3 separate regions of the Mus musculus genome follow, and regions 2 and 3 are each linked to region 1. Evidence: chromatin contacts called from public HiChIP or PLAC-seq and capture Hi-C data. All regions are on one chromosome and are shown on one strand. The core of a region is the stretch at or near the end of the contact, and the rest is flanking DNA. Distances in the headings are between cores, read along the strand shown.

Region 1 (5,106 bases), core at 1,953-4,452:
TTCTCTGTATGGATGTACAGTTGCATATCTTTTTGTATATGTTAGAATATACTGTGATGTTTATTTTTGTACAAGAGTGTTTATTTTACACTGTTTAAAGACATTATAGTGGGTAATACACTTAGGAATACTTGCTGGCCATCATTCTGGGTCCATGTTCAATGAGACCCCTTGTCTCAAATATGGTATTATGTAAAAAAGCAGAAAATTTGACATTATTCTCTGGCCTCTGCACGTACACACATTGATACATCTACCAACACATAAACACATCCTTATGCACATTTCTCTCAAAATGATTTTTTTTTTTTATGGGCTAGAAAGATACCTCAGAAGTGACAAGCATTTGTACTTTGGCAGAGGTCGTGACTTCAGTTCCCTGCACCCACATTCTGCCTCACAACCATCTGTAACTCCATTTACTGAGGACCCATTGCCTTCTTTTGGCCCTAGTGGGCAGCAGCCACACATAGGATGCACACCCATCTATTCTGCTGAAACACTCATACACAGAAAATATAAAGAAATATAAAGTTTTAAAAAAGACTAAAGACACAGTCATTAGATGTAGAAGAATAATTTAGTTTTTATCCTGATTCAGTATTTTGAAACTATTTCCAGTATTTATATTTGTATTATTTAAGTGAGAAAATGAGCTATCATCCTACTTGCTTTTTGTATATGACCTTTTTTATTTCTCTCTTGTTAGTTTGGAAAAACTGGTTATGGTGTCAATGTCCTCCCTCCTTCACTCCCTCCCTCCCTTTAAATATTATTTATTTTATATATTGAGTACACTGTAGCTGTCTTCACACACACCGAAGAGGGTATTGGACCTCATTACAGATGGTTGTGAACCAACGTGTGGTTCCTGGGAATTGAACTCAGGACCTCTGGATGAGTAGTCAGTGCTCCTAACCACTAAGCCATCTCTCTAGCCCCTCGGTGTATTTCTTATGTTCCCTCGTGTTTCTTATGCTTTGGGTTATTTCATTGCTTTTGCTTTCTGGGCTCATACCTTTCATCATGTTGGGAGAACCTCAGCGTTGAGTCCTGTTGATTCTTCCCAACTCATCATTTCCATCACTGTAATGACCCACGTAGAAATTATATCCAAGTACCAGTAAAGAGAACAATTCCTTAGTAGGTTGGATCAATTCCACTGTCAAGAATAGAATGTTTACTATTGCATATGCCAGCAAGATTTTGCTGAAAGGACCCTGATATAGCCGTGTCGTGTGAAGCTATGCCAGTGCCTGGCAAATACAGAAGTGGATGCTCACAGTCATCTATAGGATGGAATACAGGGCCCCCAATGGAGGAGCTAGAGAAAGTACCCAAGGAGCTGAAGGGGTCTGCAACCCTATAGATGGAACAACATTATGAACTAACCAGTACCCCCAGAGCTGATATCTCTAGCAGCATATATTGCAGAAGATGGCCTAGTCGGCCATCATTGGGAAGAGAAGCCCCTTGGTCTTGCAAACTTTATATGCCAGGGGAATGCCAGGGCCAAGAAGCGGGAGTGGGTGGGTAGGGGAGCAGGGCATGGGGAGGGTATAGGGAACTTTCGGGATAGTATTTGAAATGTAAATAAAGAAAATATCTAAGAAAAAAAAGAAAAAAAGAATAGAATGTGACTTGAACACAGGCTCCTTTTTATATTTACACTCTGTTCTTCAGAGAGCTTTCCTGCCTAATTTTTTTGTTGTTGTTGTTTTTAATAGAAGCTTAGGGTTTAAAACCTTTTCTTTTGTAGTCTTTAAACCAAAGATTTAAAAAAATACATGTGTATGTATGTGAGTATGTGAACGTATGAGTGTGAGCATCAGGCAGGCCATGTGTACTATGTCTGGAAGGCATCTTGGTGCCATGTAGCTGGAGCTATTGGCAGGCCTAAGCTGCCCCACATGGATGCTAGCAACCAAAATCTGGTCTTCTGGAAGAGCTGTAAGCGTTCTTAACCACAAAACTCTATTTCCAGCCCTTATACTCAGGATTTTCAAATTTCTTACCTTACCCTTGTCAGTGATGTGAGGGATAAATTATCTTCCAGCTGTAGATGGTGACCTCTTTATTGGGGGGGGGGGCATTCAGTGGCACAGCCAAGTTCTCAGGTCTGAGCCAGCACCGAGCTTATTAAAAGTCGATCTGGTGTTTTCCAGTGTTGGGTTCATATGAAGGCTCTTGTCTCTTGCTGAGAGAGATAGTGATCTACTCTTACTCAGTCCTGTAATTTGCTATGGTGATATACAATGGACAGTCAAGAGCCTTAAATATGGTCTGCTGTCTCTCAAGTTGAGGGTATTATTTTCTTAATCTTATTAATATTTTGTCACAGTTAGAACAAACTCAATGGGGCAGCAGTCAGATCTCCCAAATTATAAGAGCATGCCAGTTGTATGTTCTTAACTAAGAAGATGGTGTTTTAAAAACATCATCTCCCCAAAACAATTTAAAAAAAAAAAAAACCTTTCCCCTTTTAATAACTGTTCTTGGAGAGATGAATGGCAGTCTGTGCCGCAGCTCACACCTCTCACATTAGGCATATTTCAGCCATAAACTTAATTATGACAGGAATTTTCAAACGACTCCACCTTTTTCCCTCTCCTGCACTCAGTCTGAGAGGGATACCACACTCTATTTCTGAGCTGATAAAAATCCTCTTTCTGAAAGCATTTATTATATTACAGCCTCACATGAGCCGAGCTCTATCCTCACCCTGCGTTAAGTGTCTGCGGTAGATTTCATTACAACCATATACTGGAAGTCCTGCCAGTATCCTGGCAGCAGAGTCCTAGTGGAAAATAAATGGCAATAAAAAAGAGAAATGATAGCCTGTGTGAGCGACGAGGAGCACAGCTTTATTGAGACTGGACAACCCCAGAGTAGTGACTTGGCATGCAAACACGAGCTTAAGAGAGAGTGAGTGAAAGTTGATATTGGAATAACGACTCCGCAGCCCAGACATGGGAATAATTTAATTAATTGCACTGAAATTTCTTTGATGAATAGTTATGCGGTGCTAAGCGTGGGGTCGAACAACAGAATGAGTCTCAGCTTTTTAATGGGCTAGCGCAGCTGCAGCTTTGGATGCCTTCCCACTTTATTTTTGCCTGCAGCTCTCCACAGCTCATCCGTGTCTCTCCAGCTAAGCGCGCCGCTCCCGGAGCTCCCTCTCCATGCATTCTGCAGAATTCTGCAGAGCCAGAGCCAGAGCCAGAGCAAGATGACTGAGTGCATTTGGCCGAGGGAAGCCACTGGCTGGTGACTGCTTTGAAATGAAAACCAGATCAAAAGGGGAGGGGCGGGGGCTGAGGGGGGCTGGCAAAAATTGTCGGTTGGTTTTTCTCGGGATGGAAACCTGCGCCTCATCACCCCACCCTCCTCAAATCTCTAGGATGCTTTTACAGAGTCTTTGCTGTTAAGTTGTATAAAGATTTTAATAAAAATGTCTTGTCCCTGGAGAAGGAGGCCGGCTTTTGTTGTCAGAGAGCTGGAGGGAAAAGAGCAGTGCGGCCCAGCTGGAGCTGGGGCATTAATCCCAGGATTCCTAGCCGGTATTTTCAGACAGATCAATTACTTACGGCTGTAACCAATCTCTCTCCGCTCCCTCGCTGTGCTGAGCTCGCTTGGCAGACTTGGCAGCTGACATAACCTTCCAACTTGACAGGACCGCAGCTGCCAATCTCTTTGGGGTCTGCTGGCCCCTCCATCTTTGAGGTTATACAAATGAGCCGTTAAATAAAAATCAAAAGTCAAAAGTTATGGGTGGTAACTTCTTCATGGCTCAGTCACACCCACAGATCCAGGCAACAGTTCTAGATGGACTCAGAATAAATAAATAAAAAGTCAAGATGAACGATCCCGCTGTGTCGCTTTCTTCACTGTGATGGCCAGCCCTCTATAAGAGAGAAAAAATCTCTCTCCAGAGTGAAGAAATTATCCACAGTGGATGCATTTCTTATCAGCTTCTAGGTTGAAAGATGAACTCCAAAGTGGAGAGGAAGGAGATTAGGAGGAGACAAGAAGGGCAGATACAGGTGAGCCGTGTCTAATGCTTTTCACACCGGGTGAGTCACCCGTCTTCAGCTGCTAGGCCGCCTGGGCTCAAGGCCAAGAGATGTCAGATCAGAAAAGAAGTGACCCTCGCTAACACACAGGTGGTGTAGAACATGTACTCTGTTTATAGAGTGTTTCAGCATGAGAATATAGCACTTCTGTGACAGAGCAAAATTGATGGTCTCTGAAGACTGCCCCCAGAATTTATTTAGTGTCGGCAGGTCTCAGTCCTTCTGAACTGGGCCCTTCACAGCTGTGTCAAGCCCACACAGCCCTCCTAGAGGAAGTACTTAGGGGCCAGATACAGGAAACCTTAGGGTCCCTTTGTGATTTCACTCACTAGACGCACAGATGTGCAGCTCCATCTTTTCAGAAGGTCTCAGGTAGCTAAAGCCGGACTTGAACTTTCTGTGTAGGCAAGGATGATTCTCAACCTCTGACCCTCACCTTTGACCCTCTTTTCTCTTTTTTTCTTACTCTTGTTGTTGAGGTGGGTTTATGTGGTGCTGGGAATGGAACCTCATGCATGCCAAGCAAACACTACCATATAGCTCTGGCCTTTTCTCCCTGTCCTTGTCCTCCTCCTTCCCCCACCTCTCCTTTTCCTTTGTGCTTCCATGACTCCCACCTCTCTCTTGTAGTATTCTGTGAAGACTTCTAATTCTCCCTTCAACAGCTACCATGGAAACTTTCAAGATAAGTAGGAGGAAATGTGGCCCTGGACACAGCAGAAATGGTTTTGTGTGTGTCCTAGGGAAGCATGCATATTCCCCTATCCCCTCTGTGTCTGTCTGTCAGTTACATATTGCTCCATGTTTCAGAAACCTTCTGTTATGTGGGACACATTACTGGTGTCCCTTTGGAAGAGGTATTCATGAACCCTGTTAACAATTAAGCAAGTCTGTCCCTGCTGGCACAGGCTGGTAAACACTATCTCCTGTGGGCTTTTATTTCTTTGGATAGATTCTAACAAGGCAAAAGAAACACAAAGAACACAATTTGTTTCATTTGAATGTTTCAAACCTGAGTCTATTCCCCTGTTCT
Region 2 (5,106 bases), core at 1,155-3,654, 490 kb after region 1:
AGTCTCTCCAATCTATGTACCTCTCCTCCTTCCCTCCTCTCTCTCCCTCTCCCCCCCCCCCCCCCCCGTGTGTGTGTGTGTGTGTGTGTGTGTGTGTGTTTACTTTTGAGGTAAATTGTCACCATGTAGCTCAGGCTAGCCCCCCAACTCCTTATCTTCCCTGCCTCAGCCTCTCCCATGCTAAGATTACACGTGTGCATCGCCACACACAGCTAGCTAGGAAATTCTTCATCCAGCTACCTGGTGATGGATTTTGTTGATTTTCATTGGGTTTTTGACTTTTAAAAATACATATTAACAATAGATTTTTATCACACTATTTTACTTGTGTACTCTTTAGCTTAGAGAGTGACCCTGAGTTCTGTAACCTTTGGGCTGTTCAGACTCTGGCTCTGAGGCATAAGGACTTTTAGGGTGTTCCTGAAGGCAACAGGAGCTGGGTGTTGTTATTGTTGGTTTGTTTTGCAGCAGGGCCTTCCTATGTAATCCAGGCTGGTTCATACCTCGCAGGCTGGCCTCAGACCCACAGAGATCCATCCAGGACTGCTTTCCAGGTGCTGGGATTACAGTTGTGTGTCACCGTACCCACCCTATAACAGATTTTTGTTTTCACTGTATTTTATTGGAGGCAGGGCAAGTGCCGTAGCATACATGTGGAGATCAAAAGACAGTGTATGTGAGTCAGTTCTCTCCATCCACCATCCTGGCAGTCACTATCAGCTCATCAAGCTTGGCCGCAGCTACCTCCGTCCAGGGAGCCATCTTGTCTATCCTAAGGATAGGAGTCTTTAAGTAGCAATATACGTCTATCTGTCTATCTGTTATGTTGTATTTCCTCTTTGAGACTGTATATTAGAAGTAAAAGAGGGGGGATAGTGGCTACAGGGATGCAGGTAGAAAAACAACTTGCACAGTAGGGCATGGTTGTCTCAAATGAGCTGAATATTTCAAAGTAGCTAGTAGGGGGATATTTTGGAGATTTTCAATCCAAATAAAAGAGAAATGTTAGCTGTGGCATGATACGTGTATTGATAAGTCACAGTGAGCTGGTTATGACAGCACCCACGAGGCAAAGGCAGCAGGATGGAGAGAGGGCTCATGGACAACCTGGATGACATCACGAAGCCTTCGCTCAAAACTTTAAAACAAAGGGCCTAGAGCGGTGTCTCTGGCCAAGAGCCTGTGCTGCTCTTGTTCAGTTCCCAGCACCCACATCAGGCAGCTCATAACTACTGTAAAGATAGCACCAGGGTACTGAATGCCCTCAGCTGTCTTCTTCAGGAGCCTAATGAAGGGTCAGGAGTTCAAGGTCATCCCGTAGCTACATATGAATTGTAGGCAAGGCTGTGCATTTTGATAACCTGACCAATAACAATAATAATTATTATTATTATTACCATTACTACTACTACTACTACTACTACTACTACTACTACTACTACTACTACTAAAATACAATACAGTGCCATGAAAGTAGAACAGAAAAAGAAAAGACTCTCTGCTCTGCTGGTAGCTGCTAAAGATTCCCCCCCCCACCCCACCCACCCCACCCCGAGTCTGACCATTGCCCCAGGCTACCACCTTGGCACTCTGAACTGGGATGGCAGGTTTCAGATGGCAGTGGCCATCGGCTGCTGGTGCCCCTGACCACGTGTGCCGAGGCCAAGTTTCCCCACATTCATTTTTCACCATCAGCCTCTCTGTCTCACCGTCCTTACCTAATTTTTTTTTTCACTCCAAGCTGTAGCTCCATTATTTTGGATGGAAAACAGTCCTCTGGCTTCTGATCTCAGGCTTAAATAAAAATGTCCTCCTGTTCTCCGTGATATATTTGCTTATCGGATTTATTTAATGAAATATGGATTTATGCCATAAATATTGGAGTTGGTGTCGTCCATATTTCAATTAATGGATCATTTATATGTCATGCTAACTTTGTAATTACCGAAATGTAGAAATATAGTGGAGGGAAATGAATCTCTGATCTCCTTTACATTCCGCCCCCATCTGAGGTGTCGGCAAGAGGAGGAAGATTTAATGTGAGGTTTCCTAAAGAAAGGGCAGGGGACTGGAGAAGCAGGTTCCTCCAGCAGGGCTGGTGGAGATTTGTATAGCACTGTGAATTCCAAGCTCCTAACAGTGGTGTGCTCGCTGTCCTCAGAGAGCAGGAAGTGAGGTCGTGGCCAGAGGGTCTGGCCATCAATCTACCTCCAGGTCTTCATGATCATCATCTCTGTCTCGGTCATAAAGCACAAACTATTTTCCCTTTTGCCAAGTCTCAGGCTTAAATGGCTCTAAATATACATGAATATAGATTTCTCACTGCGTCCTGCTGCCGGAATTCACTAGGAACCCTCACCTGACCTGGGAGAGAGAAAATGTGTCCTCCATCCCCTGCGAACCAGCAGCCTGTCACTTGGCTTCATCTTTGGCAGAAGGTTCTGCCCTGGATGGTACCCTAGTGATCTCTCTTGCTCTCTCTCCGTCTCTCATCCCCGCTAGTTGCTAGCCAGAGAAATCTGGCAAGAGGTGCCCAGACAGTGACTCTAACTCATGTACATAATTCTATCAGAATACATCCAATGGTGGAGGAAAAATCATTGTTCTCTCAACTAGCTGAGCTGAAGCCCGAGCAGAAAATACTAAAGTCAGCCGTGCCTTTGAGCTGCCTCTAACAGCGCCCTTTGGAGACCCATTTCATACAAAATTTGAAGCCTGTGTTTATTGCCCATTAAAGCAACCTTTATTTTATGGCAAATGTTGCAGTAATTGCCTTTTACGAAGAGCACTTTGTAACACACATGCACAGTTGAAAGAAAACCACTCTGGTATTGTCTATCGGGACGTAATGGCGCAATTAATTTTACTCCATCTGTTCCTGAGACTTTAAAGGAAAATGGATTTTTTTTTTGAGCGCACTTTAATGAAGAAGATAAAGCGGCCCGGCTGGTGTCCCACAGGCTCTGCGCAGTAAGTTCAGATTATTGCTCAGTCTGTCAGAATGGGCCGCTTCCCTCAGCAGCCGACACAGCCAGCAACCCGCTCTGGCCCCTCGCCGCGCCATTCCCGATGACAAACTGCCAGCCAGCTCCCACAAAAGCACGATTAAAATGTCAGCACAGGATGACGAAGGGGCCAAGAGGGTCCTCGGAGACAAACTGTGTTCAGTATGAGTTAATACTTTACAGCAGGGCTGGGGCCCAGCTTGCTTGCTGGCTGCTCTCAGGCTGTTGGCTCGCCTCGAAGACGATGAAAGGGGCAGGGCTGGCGACTCGGTGGCAGGAAGGATGTGCCCTGCGCATGTCTGTGTGGCTGATAGGTGTGTCACACTTTGGAAGAGGTACCTGTGAGCTTAGACCACTGAATTTTGGTTCCCCTCAGTAGGTTCTTAGCTATAATGACGGGGTTGGGGGTTAGGGGTGGGGTTTGCCCGGAAGGACCCTGTTGCCATAAGCTTTGTCTTGGATGTTGTCAGCATCTTTCAAAGATCACAAGGGCTACTGTGAAGATGCCCAAGAGTGAAGCCATCCATCACAAAGAGATGGCTAGGCAAAGAATATGACCATCATCACCTTAGATTCCATATGCCAGAGTCTCTAGACTCTAATGAATAACTGAGGCAATCAAGGTTCCAACAGCATGATGTCTTTCTGCCTGCCTGCCTGCCTGCCTGCCTGCCTGCCTTCTTAACTCAGGGCCTTAGCTGAGTAGCTAGTTCCTTAGCTTGTTCCAGCCTTAGCTGGTTCCAAATTTGCTGAGTAGCTGAGGATGACCTTGAACTTCTAATCCCCCTGCTGAACCATGCCCAGGTAATGTGGTCCTGGGGATCAAACCCAGGACTTCATGCATGCTAGGCAAACACTCTGTCCATTGAGCTGTGTCTACAGCCCAGCACAATGTCTTGTATTGGCCTATCAGCAACCCCAGGCCACAGTCCAGTAACCCAAGCAGAAGACAAGCCAGGCAAACTGCATCCTTTCCCCTGTCTCCCTCACTACAGCTGTGCGACCACAAGGAAGCGATGAAAAGGCCAGGGATTTACATCTCTGGCCTCCTGCAGAGACCTGGTCTGCCATCCTCGCCAGGCAGCAGGTGTGAGCTGCTGCCATTGTCCCTAATGGTTATTACCAGCAATAAGCAGGACAAATGTGAGGTCATCTCTCCCGCTGGCAGGTCAGAGGGGGATGGATGGCAAGCCCCTTAGAGACTAGGAAATGAGATGGTCAGTATCCATGGGGGAAGTGTCTCCAAGGCCAGGCTGCAGCGATGCTAAGCAAAGGGCAGAGGGGAGGGGAGGTGGGACGGAAGACCTCTTGTAGTGTGATTCCAGATGTCCACTCCTACTCAAGAGCAGTCAGGGGTGACCATTGTTAGTGGGGAAGCAAGCCAGTGTACATGCGTGGTACCGACAGGGTAACCACAGGGAGGAAGGAGGGCCCAATGCTGCTGGCTGAGGTCAGGGGGAGTTGGTTTCCTCCTGGCACATCACCACAGGGCCAAAGCCTCACAAAAGGTAGTTGAGAGAAGCCCTGCTGGTTTCTAATTAAACTTCTCACCGCCCTTCACCCTTCGGTCATTTATCCGGGGAGGACTGCCAGGCTTTCTCACTTCCTGGCTGCTCTCTCCCACTCTTGTCTTGTGACTGCTTCTCTGATGGCGAGGGAGCCTCCCACAGTTCTCCTGCTTATCTTATGTCCTCCTCTCTCCCTCTTGCCATGGTTCCCACCTCTCTCCCTTGATCTGGCCTCTCCTCTTCTCCTCCCCCCCCCCCCCCCAGCTTTCTATCAGCCCCATCTCCTGAAAGTGTTTTCCTGGATCCTTCTGCCTTTTTATGGTTCTCAAAGGTTCTTCCTTCCGCCACCAGTTTTCCTGTCTTGAACATCACCTGGCTTTTAGGGTACAAACGGATGTCTTGGGGGCTACTAAGTACACAATAGCTTCACTGTCCTGAAACATCAACCTCTTAAAGCAACCAGTGTTCCATTACCATCTCTGCAGGGAGGTTACAAGGGGACCTTTAAGTTCCTCCATACACTATAAGGTTGCTGGAAGGAAAGACAGACAAGGGAATGGGAGACTCCTTTTAACGGTACTCACTCCTGTGTC
Region 3 (5,106 bases), core at 1,862-4,361, 310 kb after region 1:
AGATGTCCTGTGCTTCATCTTGATTGACTCCTATCCAGCTCAGTAGCACCTCTCCAGGGCTACAAAGTGAAGCCATACCTACAATCATACTTTCTCATCGTTTACCCTAACGTACTCCTTCATTATATATATGTATGTGTGCACGCTCATGTGTGTGGAGACCAGAGGTTAACCCTGAGTGACTTTCCTTAGGACTTGTCCATCTTTTTTATTGAGTCTTTCCCTAGGATCTGGGGCTCACTGATTAAGCTAGGCTGCTTGGCCAACAAGCTTCAGGGATCTCTCTCTCTCTCTCTTTACTCTTCCCTAAGAACTGGGATGACAGATGTGTGTCTCCATGTTCATTTTTTTCACCTGGGTCCTGAAAACCAAGCCAAATTAAAATCCTTGTGCTTCCTCAGCAAACATTTAACTAACTAAGTTATCTCACCAGCCCCATTTTTTAACCCATGATCTGTTAACAAAACATTCTTAGCTTTTAGAAGAGCATAGGGTCTTTGTTTCCCTTCTGCTTCTGTCAAGAAACCCAAAACTGGGTGATAATTCCCTTTCTTTGGTTCTTCCAGATCTAGAGCAACAACTGGTATTTGGCTTATCACACTACTTATTATTCTTGGCACGTCACCTGCAAGGAGTTTTCCTTCTCCCCATTGCTGTGACCAAACATCCAACTGTAGTAACTCATGGAAGAACTTGCTTTAGCTCACAGTTCAGGGGTCCAGTCCATCATGGTGGGCAAGGCAGAGCACCAGAAGTGTGAGATGGAAGGTCACTCACTGTTCCATTGCTGTGAAGAGACACCATGTCCCAGGCAACTCTTAGAAATCATTCAATGTGGGATGCACTTTCAGTTTCAGAGGTTCTTTCATCATGGTGAGGAGCATGCAGCACCCAGGTAGAAAGGGTGTTGGGGATGTGACTTAGAGGTCTATGTCCTGATCCAGAGAGAGAGTGGGCTTGGCATGAGCTTTTGAAACCTCAAAACCTACCTGCTGAGACACACACTTCCTCCAACAAGGCCACACCTCCTAATCCTTCTAATCCTTCTAAATAGTGGCACTGGCTGGTGATGAAGCATTCAAATAGATGGGGGAGGGGGGTGGCATTCTTATTTAAACCACCACAGCCATATTGCAGCCACACTCAAGCAACAGCAGAGAGATTTAAATGCTCAGCTCACTCTCTCCATTTCATTTAGTCTAGACCCTTAATCCATAGGATGACACCACCCACATTTAGGGAGGTTTTTCTCTCCTCAGTTAATCCAGTCTAGAGAATTCCTTACAGACCAAAGGGGATTCAGGATCCTTTTAAATTGACAGTTGATATTAACACCCCAATGTCAGAGGTGTCCAGCCTTCCCCCTCTCAAAAGTCCTGGCAAGAGATTACAGTGAACCCAACTTCTTTTCTTCTTGAGAAAAGATTTGGGAAAATGACTCCCCAAAGCTGAAGGCAGAGCACGTCCTTCTGTAGAAATAATTTTTTTCTAGAACCCTCAGAAGGATCTTGAGTCCCCTTCCTCCTGTGGCAGGGTTAGCCCCTCGCTTGGTGTCCCTGTGTTCTTCTAAATTGTGTGTGCGTGCACTCGAACATGGGGGGGGGGGGTTTGGGGAGAGTGGAGTCTCTTACTGAGGATAGGGCACTAATGTGAGAACAGATATTTTCTGTTTGTCTAGCACTGGAGCTGTAGAGCATATACAGTCCAGAGAAGGCCCCTTTCCTCTATTTGCCCCGCCTCGGAGAAGGGGGGACGGGTATCTGATGCAAATTGCATAATCACCACATTGACCTTTATTTTCTCGTCTTCATTTCTAGTGCGACAGTGACAGCGACCAGGAAGAGAAGGTAAGACGCCACCCCCTCCACTGCAAACACAACCCACAAGGCTCTGGGTGCACTGTGACATGCCTACTGGTACCTGTTCCCTTGTGAAGGCTGTCTTATTGGTCACACTGTGACATTTTCAATGATAAGATACACTGTGCCAAATCTGTGACATCCTCCTCTTTGAAACATGCTGCTTCATGTCTCATTTTTGTCACACCAGATTTTCACTTCATAGACCCCCAAAAACAGTTTTAAAGAGAAATTGATTTTTTTTTTTTGGTTCATGGTAGAAAGATTGTACTTCCTCCTGTGTATTTATAATGTCATGTCTACCTGCCTTTGACTGACCTCCTTGTTTCCTCCTACTTTTCCATAGCTTCCTAGTAGAAATGTCAGTGGTGTACTGCTAAGAATTTCCTCACAGGGCAGGGTGGACAGGGCTGGGGGTGGGGGCTCTGCTGTCTTCTGTGGGTGGGTGTTGGGGAAGGGGCATCTCCCCAGCAGGTCTCCCCTCTACCTGAAAGCTGAGGCCCAGCCTCAGTGTATACAGATCAACGCAGATGAAGAAGGAATCCAGACTCTGAGCCTTCAGAAGATCAAAATCGGGACCAGTAAAGTAGGTTTTCTGTTGACTAAAGCAAAAGGTTTATGGGTGTGTTTTTTTCTTCCTTGCTGTTGACATCTGCCAAACAAGTGTCTTTCCATTTTTTTCTGATGCCTTGTGTAACTTAAAAACTTACCTGAATCTCAGAGTGTGTGCACTCCATGGTCCCAAAGCAATCGGTCAGTCCTCCCTTCCCCTGTGCCCCGTTCCATGATTTCCACCTCCTTCCTGCTGGCTTATCCTCCCCAGAATCCCACGGTTGGTTCTCGTGCCTGATCGTTCCCCATCCATCTCTCGGACTTTCTCCCTCCGCCTCCACCACAGCCTCCAGGAGAGATCTGAAGGCTCCTGTTCTCCACCGTCATTAATTTGAATTCAGCATATGTAGCCGGTTATAAAACCCGAGACACCATCATCTGAGCAGGTCAAGCATATTCAGATGAAGACAAATGGTGCTTATTTGATTTCCTTAAAATCAGGAAATGAAAAAAGTGCTCTCTGGAGAAATCACGCTCCGCCTGACTTAGATGATAGACCAGCTCGTGTCCCCCAGATAAGAACAGCCTCTCGCCTGGAGGTTTTTATCTCTGAAGGACGGCCAGGACTGTCAGCCTGCTGACATGTGCATTATCCATGTCATTTTAAACAAAGTGACCTATGGAAGGGTGCGCCGTGCTGTGACATGGTAATGGGCTGTTGGATGACAGCGGAGGTACACACTGGGTAGGGGGCTGCGGGCTGCTCTTTTGTTTAACTGACAAGTCAGTGCTTCCTGCCTCCAACCCCCAGGAGAGAATCTTAGCTCCTTAGAAGTAGGACCTTGTGTATTTTGGACAGCCAACTTGTGTCAGGATACGTGACAGCATACAAAGTTCAATCGCTGCCCATGCTAGCTCCAAGGTCACATGGACATAGGACAAAACCCTCCATAATTCTGTGGGGCGCCTTTGGCACCCAGGAAGATGCTGCAGCCTTTTGACCATTTTGAGAGCTCTACAGGAAAGCGACAGCTGGCCTCACTTCTACAAGAGGGCTGATTTTATTCAAGGTCTTTGTGTGCACACTTGCGTATATGTGCAGTTTCCTGTAAGGGTGGGTCCATGTGTACCTGTGTGCAGGTACATGCAGAGGCCATTACCAAGTGTTGCCTATATGATTTTTAGGATAGACTCTTGTTAGCCTGGAGTTCACTAAGAAGGCCAGGTTTTCTGGCCAGCAAACTGTAGGAACTGTCCTGTCACTGCCTGCCCAGGACTGGGATCCTAAGCCTGTGGGTTCTGGGCATTGAAGTCATGTTTGAACAGAAAGCTCTTTCAAACAAGCTCTCCCGCTAGTCCAGGCATCTTTATTTCAAAAGCCTGAATGCATAGACCTGTCATGCCAACATCTAGGAGACTGGGTCAGCAGAATTTCAAGTTTCACACCAGCATGTCCTACATAGGGAGCCTCTATTTCAAATAAATAAGTAAAGTGGATTCCATATTGACACAGCTGCCTGCAGTAGTGGGAGAAGGTGGTAAAAATTCCTCATTGCTATTTTTTTCATAGTATCTCAGTCAAGGCTCTTGGCCTTGGTTATACCCCAGAATCTCCAAGGAACTACCCCAGACCTGGTCTCCATTCCAGGTCCCTTGCCCTGGAGTCTCTGAGGACATCCACCATCATTAATCTAGATCCTTAGGCTCTGGTTGTTTCTAGAATGGCATGGTTGTCGTCATTAGAAATATTGGAAGGGGATGATCAAGGTGATTGGGAGCAGCAGCAAAAAGCCAGAAAAATGAACAACTGAGTCCCAGGCTGTGTGAGGAGAGTAAACAGGCAGGACTAAGGGTAAGACATCAGTCGGTGGGCAGGGGGCAGGAGGCACGGTCTTTTTGTGCACGGTACACCCCCTGCTTAAGCACTGGGGTGTAATTTGTTTGCATCTTGAAGATCATGAAGGCTTTTGAAACTGGGAGCTACGCCCTCTCTGCTATCCCTGCTCTAACATGGGTGTTTCTCCAGGGGGTTCCCAGCAGGGACCCAGGAGCCTCTAATTGCACCAGCGCCTGCCTGGCCCACGTGTAGTTAAGTCTGCCAGCCTTCTCCTTTTCCAGCTGAGACAGGGTAGTGTTTATCACCAACCTGAACACCATCCTCCCAGCTTTGCAGGGGCCCTGTCAGCCTGCTCCATGGCTGGGCCTTTCCCTGGAGCCCCTGAGCCCACTAGGGTGCTTGCTGGCACCGCATGGAGGATTCGAATACAAATATGAATTGCTAATGGTGGTGTAGATGCCACTCAGCATCCTGGGATCCCTTCAGCAAGTCCCACCGGGGCTGCTGTTGTAGCCAAAAGTGAGACTTGCAGGAGGGACATGGTGGGAATTCTCTCCGGAAGACCTGTCATTCTAACTCCGTGGGGATCCGCAGAACCGGCAGTCTAAAATTAGGGTACGGTATTTCACACAGCTGACTGAATTAAGATAAACTCGGCTTTCTTCGGATACGAAGCTATAATTTATAAAATGATACCCTTACTAATTAATGTGAAAGTATCTGGGAAAGGGCTGGGAAAGCAGAGCCCGTTCTGAAATGCAGGAGACAGACTTGCCCGTGGAATGGATCCGATGAGACCCCCACTGCAAGCATCCTCAGCCAGAGGAACAGCATTTCGTGTTCGCAGCAGAGAACCTG

Evidence for each region. HiChIP or PLAC-seq counts read pairs in DNA pulled down with a chosen protein or histone mark. Capture Hi-C pulls out chosen DNA fragments and counts their contacts.
Region 2: a capture Hi-C map of embryonic tail shows a contact between it and region 1, with 5 times the contacts expected there. The contact joins two enhancer-like sites. A contact is called at or near these places in 3 of 484 Hi-C or Micro-C datasets (nephron progenitors and uterus), 6 of 115 datasets of contacts at active chromatin or transcription factors (a beta-TC-6 cell line, embryonic basal ganglia, embryonic forebrain and 3 more) and 2 of 9 other capture datasets (embryonic tail and embryonic trunk).
Region 3: a contact with region 1 is called in an H3K4me3 HiChIP or PLAC-seq map of embryonic basal ganglia, with 4 times the contacts expected there. The contact joins two enhancer-like sites. A contact is called at or near these places in 1 of 484 Hi-C or Micro-C datasets (the N1E-115 cell line) and 2 of 115 datasets of contacts at active chromatin or transcription factors (embryonic basal ganglia and embryonic forebrain).

The regions. Positions count from the first base shown.
Region 1 is chr5:132,072,932-132,078,037 of GRCm38.p6, reverse strand. All of the region lies in intron 2 of Auts2 (autism susceptibility candidate 2), which reads left to right. Among named protein-coding and RNA genes, the nearest start is that of 4930563F08Rik, 200 kb to the right of the region's middle. Within about 2 kb of position 3,202, at least 101 of the 459 cell types and tissues checked have an H3K27ac peak or open chromatin away from gene starts, as enhancers often do. A contact at or near this core is called in embryonic basal ganglia, where this site is marked.
Region 2 is chr5:131,583,854-131,588,959 of GRCm38.p6, reverse strand. The region is part of intron 5 of Auts2 (autism susceptibility candidate 2); the gene reads left to right. Among named protein-coding and RNA genes, the nearest start is that of Gm29681, 170 kb to the right of the region's middle. Within about 2 kb of position 2,404, at least 40 of the 459 cell types and tissues checked have an H3K27ac peak or open chromatin away from gene starts, as enhancers often do.
Region 3 is chr5:131,767,501-131,772,606 of GRCm38.p6, reverse strand. It overlaps Auts2 (autism susceptibility candidate 2), which reads left to right. Exons shown (of 20, transcript NM_001363480.1): 5 at 1,818-1,847. Among named protein-coding and RNA genes, the nearest start is that of 4930563F08Rik, 110 kb to the left of the region's middle. Within about 2 kb of position 3,111, at least 11 of the 459 cell types and tissues checked have an H3K27ac peak or open chromatin away from gene starts, as enhancers often do. A contact at or near this core is called in embryonic basal ganglia, where this site is marked.